Linked DNA regions of Macaca mulatta: region 2 is linked to region 1. A link is a contact called in public Hi-C data. All regions are on one chromosome and are shown on one strand. The core of a region is the stretch at or near the end of the contact, and the rest is flanking DNA. Distances in the headings are between cores, read along the strand shown.

The links. Hi-C and Micro-C count contacts between places; a contact is called where the count stands out from the background.
Region 2: a Hi-C map of blood shows a contact between it and region 1, with 2.2 times the contacts expected there. The contact joins the promoter of DOP1B here to the promoter of MORC3 in region 1. A contact is called at or near these places in 4 of 14 Hi-C or Micro-C datasets (CD4 T cells, blood, fibroblasts and 1 more).

Annotation. Positions count from the first base shown.
Region 1 is chr3:11,110,885-11,113,584 of T2T-MMU8v2.0, reverse strand. MORC3 (MORC family CW-type zinc finger 3) reads left to right here and starts at 1,411. Exons shown (of 17, transcript XM_015132916.3): 1 at 1,411-1,463. The coding sequence starts at 1,425.
Region 2 is chr3:11,265,971-11,268,671 of T2T-MMU8v2.0, reverse strand. It overlaps DOP1B (DOP1 leucine zipper like protein B), which reads left to right and starts at 1,378. Exons shown (of 37, transcript XM_015132917.3): 1 at 1,378-1,537. It overlaps LOC144339659 (a long non-coding RNA gene), which reads right to left and starts at 907. Exons shown (of 5, transcript XR_013414921.1): 1 at 804-907.

The sequences.
Region 1 (2,700 bases), core at 162-2,661:
CTAATTTTGTATTTTTAGTAGAGACGGGGTTTCTCTATGTTGGTCAGGCTGGTCTCAAACTCCTGACCTCAAGTGATCTGCCCATCTTAGCCTCCCAAAGTGCTGGGATTACATGTGTGAGCCACCACACCCTGCCAGCTAATTCAATTTTTTTTTTTTTTGTAAAGATGAGGTCTCCTCGTGTTGCCCAGGCTCGTCTCGAACTCCTGGGTTCAAGAGATCCTCGCAATTTAGCCTCTCAAAGTGCTGAGATTACAGGCATGAGCCACTGCACCCAGCCAATTTCTCTTTTTAAAAATAAATAATTTTTTTGAGACAGTCTCGCTCTGTCGCCCAGGCTGGAGTACAGTGGCGCGACCTGGGCTCACTGCAACCTCTCTGTCCTGGGTTCACACAATTCTCCTGCCTCAGCCTCCCTAGTAGCTGGGATTACAGGCGCCCACCACCATGCCCAGCTAATTTTTGTATTTTTAGTAGAGATGGGGTTTCACCATGTTGGCCAGGCTGGTTTTGAACCCTATCAAGTGAACCCCCAGCCTTGACCTCCCAATGTGTTGGGATTATAGGCGTGAGCCACTGCGACTGGCCTTATGCCTTTAGGACTCTATTTATTTTGAGACGGAGTTTCACTCTTGTTGCCCAGGCTGGAGTGCAATGGTGCAATCTCGGCTCATTGTAACCTCCGCCTCCTGGGTTCAAACATTCTCCTGCCTCTGCCTCCCGAGTAGCTGGGATCACAGGCATGCGCCACCACGCCCGGCTAATTTTATATTTTTAATAGAGATGGGGTTTCTTCATGTTGGTCAGGCTGGTCTCCAACTTCTGACCTCGGGTGATCCGCCCGCCTTGCCCTCCCAAAGTGCTGGGATTACAGGCGTGAGCCACCGCGCCCGGCCCTAGAACTCTTTTTTTTTTTTAATCATGAGTTAGGCTGATAATTTTCAGGGCAAATCCAAAGAGTCTCCATTAATGTCTGTCTTTATTTTCACATGAACACTGGAGGATATGCAATGGCTTTTTTCAGCGCAAAAATTCACATCCTACCAGGTCAAGTGACTGGAGTTCACCTGTCTCGGGTGTACCGCACCTTGCGCCAGGCTTCAGAAGCTAGATCCCCGAGTCTCGAGGTCCAGCTGGGCGTGGAGACGGGTACGTGCCCGCCGCGCCTCGCGCATGCGCCCTAGGCCCGCAGGGCCCCGCGCTCGAAGCTCAGCTCCCAGTGTACCCTGCTCTAACTAGCCAGCCAATTCACCTTCCTTCCCGAAGCTCCCAATTCGGCATTGCCTGGAGGCGGAAGTGGGTGGGAGGGGCCAGATGTGAGCCCCTCCCCGGAAGTGGGCGGGCCCCAAGGGCTCCACAGTCGTTCCGCCGCCGCCCAGTCGGGTTGCGGCGGAGGCCGGTCCTGGCTTTGTAGCTAGCTCAAGATGGCGGCGCAGCCACCCCGCGGGATACGCCTCAGCGCGGTGAGCAGCCGCGAGGGGTGGAGCGGGCCGTATCCCAGGAGGGCGGGCAGGCGGGCAAGCGAGGGTGGGCCGGCAGTGGGCGGTGGCGGCTTGTGGGGCCGGCGAGGCGGCGGGGGCTGCGGCGGGGCCAGGGGAGGGGGCGGCCATCTCGCTCCCGTCGGCGGAGCGGCTCGGCTGCGGGTCGGGCTGGGGCGGCGCGGGACGGGCTGCGTTCCGTCGCCTCTGCATTGTGTTTCTGTTTTGCTTCGGGGAGGGCCAGGGTCGCGGCCCTCCTCCCAGCTCCCTTCTAGTCTACCCGCAGCTGTCGTCCGCGGGCGAGGCCTCGGCGGGAGACCGGACTGCTCCCGGGGCCGCGGCGCCCCTGACTTTTCTGTCCGCTGGGCGCCGTGGTGGGAAAGGAGCGGGTTCCGCGTCCAGAAACGCCGGCGGCCTCGACCTCCCGGGGGCGGGGACTGGGCTCCGGGCCTGCCCGCGGGCGGGTGGAGTCGGGATGAGTGTGCCTGATACCTGTCAGTGCCCGCAGCTTCCTTGGCAGTGGAAGCCCTGGGGCCCAGACCCTAGATCGCCGAGCTCGAGCTCTCCTCTATCCCACGTTGCGTCTGTTTTGGGGCGTTTCGAGTTCTTGGAAACCCTGCGAACATTTCATGTATCTTAAATCGTAGGGAGCGGTCACACAAGGTAACTTGAATCTCACGTCCAGGAAATGTGGGCGTGGCTTCCCCACCTGATTATCCTAAAAAACTTTACTTCCTTGTGAGCGCAATTGTTGTTATGCTGAAACGTTCCTCTTTTTTGGAGGTTGTTGACTCTTGCCGAAGAATGACTGCCCTAGTGCCACTAATTTTAACATTCGAATGGGTAGTGACTGCTGGGGTACGAACACGTAGAGAATAATTGGTGCATTGCTCTGCGACTTCTTTCATTCGTTTAGGCAGATTCTAACGCCTGGTTTTGACGGACTTTAAATTTTTTCTAGTCCGATCTTTGTGAAATGATATCTGCTTTTACTTGCATTTCCTTGACTATGTTGTGTGGTTGAGCTCTTCGCATGTCTTTGTGGTTTTTTGTTTTGGTTTTTTTTTTGAATTGCCTATTCATATCCTTTGCCCATTTTCTATTTTTCTTTTGGGAGGATCTTTATTGATTTGTAAGAGTTCTTTACGTATTCTAGATAAAGGTCCATCCTTTCGTTATGTAACTGGCTTATTGAGCCAGCTAGGCTTTGGTAGTTTGAAAA
Region 2 (2,701 bases), core at 129-2,628, 160 kb before region 1:
TGTCAGATCCACTTTGGGATCTGATAATATACCCCTTCCCTAGAAACATGCATAAACACAAAGTGTCCTAAACAACTTTCACGTGCTCATACCTCCCCCACCTCCCAAGCTCATTGACTACTGCCTCGCCTTCACGAACTCCAGACCTGGTCTGAACATTTCTAAAGGACGCTCGGGGGTTAAAAGGAGCGACGCCACTGCAGAAATGACAGCCTTCATCCACAAGTGGCCCGCTTCGGGTTGGCTGGAGCCACAGCTGGGTGGGGACAGGCCTTGCACTGCCTAACAAGCACCATCCAGGTGCGTCCAGTCCTGAAGCGGTCGGACTGGACCGTCCAGGTCCCAGCGCTCGAGAGGACGGCAGGCAGGGGCTGGGATTGTCTGGAGATATGAATGCTTTCTAAGGTTGACGTCAAGGTCTCCTTCCTGAGCCACAGCCCACGTGACAAGCTCCGTCCAGGTAGAAATGATCTCATCTCTCCCGTCGCCCGGGGTCGGAAACCTGAGGCCCGTGCGGGCTGAGGCAACTTAGCGGGGGTCCTAAGCCGGCCGCGCCCTCTGCGACCTCTGCGCCCCAAGCGTGTGTGGAGGGCTTGGACGTGGTCCAGAAGGAAAAGATGGGGTGAACCAGGTGCCGCGCACCCTTCGAGGAGCCCCCGCTTCTCCGTTTCTGTGAATGACTCCAAAGCACCTCCGAGGGCCGATGCACACCCGGACGACCTTGGGCGGGCACTGACCATTGTCCCCTTCCACTCGGTTGTGTCGGGGGTCCCCAGGTGAGGCGCAGACGCCGCCCTACCCACCTGTACGAGGCCTTCCCCGGAGCAGCCCGGCTACGAAACGACGCCTATGGCGGGGAAGCTAAGGAAGACTCTCGGCCCTCACTCCGCGGCTGTGGCGACTGAATGGCCCCAGCACGCCGGGGCCCTCCCCAAGCTCTGCTCCCAAGCCGAAGCCCCGCCCTAACACCAATGGCCCACCTTCAGGCCCCGCCCCTGATCCCGCCTCCATGAGTCAAGCCTCGCCTTTCAGTCCAGCCCGGCCCGCCCAGGTCCCGCCCCTGCTGTTATGGCCCATCCCCCAGGCACCGCCCTCGATCCTGCCTTCATGAGTCAGGCCACGCCTTCCAACCCAGCCCTGCCTGCCGCAGCCCCGCCCCTGTACCGACGGCCCACTTCCAGGCCCCGCCCTTGATCCCGCCTCCATGGGTCAGGCCCAGTCTTCTAGTTCCGCCCGGCCCGCGGAAACCCCGCCCCCGCGTGCCTATGGCCCACCTCCAGGTTCCGCCCCTAACCCCGCCTCCAGGCGTCCAGCCCCGCCTTCCATCCCCGGCCCAAGCTCCGAGGCCCCGCCTCCAGGCTCCGCCCCGACCCCCGCAGTAAGGAAGAGCAGCCGCTGCTGGTTCTCAGGCGCGGCGCTTTATCGGTGGTTCTGGCTCCCGGCCGCGCCGCAGCCCCTGCCCAGTCTCTCTCCCTCAGCTCGGCGGGCTCCTCCGCGCCGCACGTGAGCGCGCCCGCCAACAGGGCCACTGCCGCGGGTAAGTCGTGCCCGCGCCCTGCCCGGCGTCCAGTCCTCAGCCGCTGGGCGAAGCCGGAGGAGCCTCGCGTCTCCTCCCCGCCGGCCCGCGGGCCCTTCCCCAGGTCCAGAGGGCTTGGGCGGCGCCGTGGGCGGCTCGGGGTGCAGGTGGTTTCCCGGCGCGCGGCCCGGGCCCGCGGCGCGCGCTGCTGCAGTGCAGGGGCGGGGAGCTCGGGGCCGTAGACCCGGAGGGCAGCTGGGAGACTGGGTGGGGTCCCCTCGGGTTACCCGACCCTGGCGCGGAGGATGTGATGCCGGCCACGCCCTCACCGAGCGGGGCGGCAGGTGCAGGTCAGGGGTGGATCGCGGCCCGCGCGCTCTCCCGGGGCGGGCCCACAGCGAGACGCTCAGCCTTTGTTTGCTCGTGCGGTCCTGGCTGGGGAGGAGACTGGGGACGCGGACCTGTGAGAACTGAGGGCTTTCCTCGTCGGGGAAGACCCCAGTCTTCCAGCCAGGCCTCAGGAGAAGGTATCCGGGCCGCAGTGCGCGCTCCGCCATCCTGGCCCCTGCGCCCTGCGGGGTTCCCGACTGCTCGCGTGGACTGTTACCCGCAGGTGTTGCCCCACACTCGCGACTGCAGCCCCGCAATTGGGAAGACTTTGCTAGGATTTTTTTGGTAAGGTGATGGAAGACCGTGCCTCCGGCCCCACAAGCCTCCTGGCATTAGGTGGCTTAAAATTTTTCCAGTACAATTTGATTACCACTCTGAAAGACCAAATTCAAAACAGTGTGTCCCACAGTTAAGACCATTGGTAATGAGTGTTTCTGTGCTGTAGACTAAGGATCGTTATCATTTTATTACTAATAGTACATATCTGTTATCTGTTGCTAAATGTTTTTGCTTATGTGGTAGGGTCACTGTGTCCTCATTTTCATCGAGCTCAGAAATGTTCCTTCATATAAACATATTTACAGTGAACTTTTTTGGGATCTGGCAGTTGGTTTTTCTCTTGAACTTGTTTTTTTCTTTTTCTATATTATTATTATTATTATTATTATTATTATTATTATTTTGAGACGAAGGTCTCACTGTGTTGCCCAGTCTGCTCTCAAACTCCTGGGCTCAAGCAATCCTTCCTCCTCGGCCTATTGAAGTGCTTGAATTACGGATATGAGCCACAGTGCT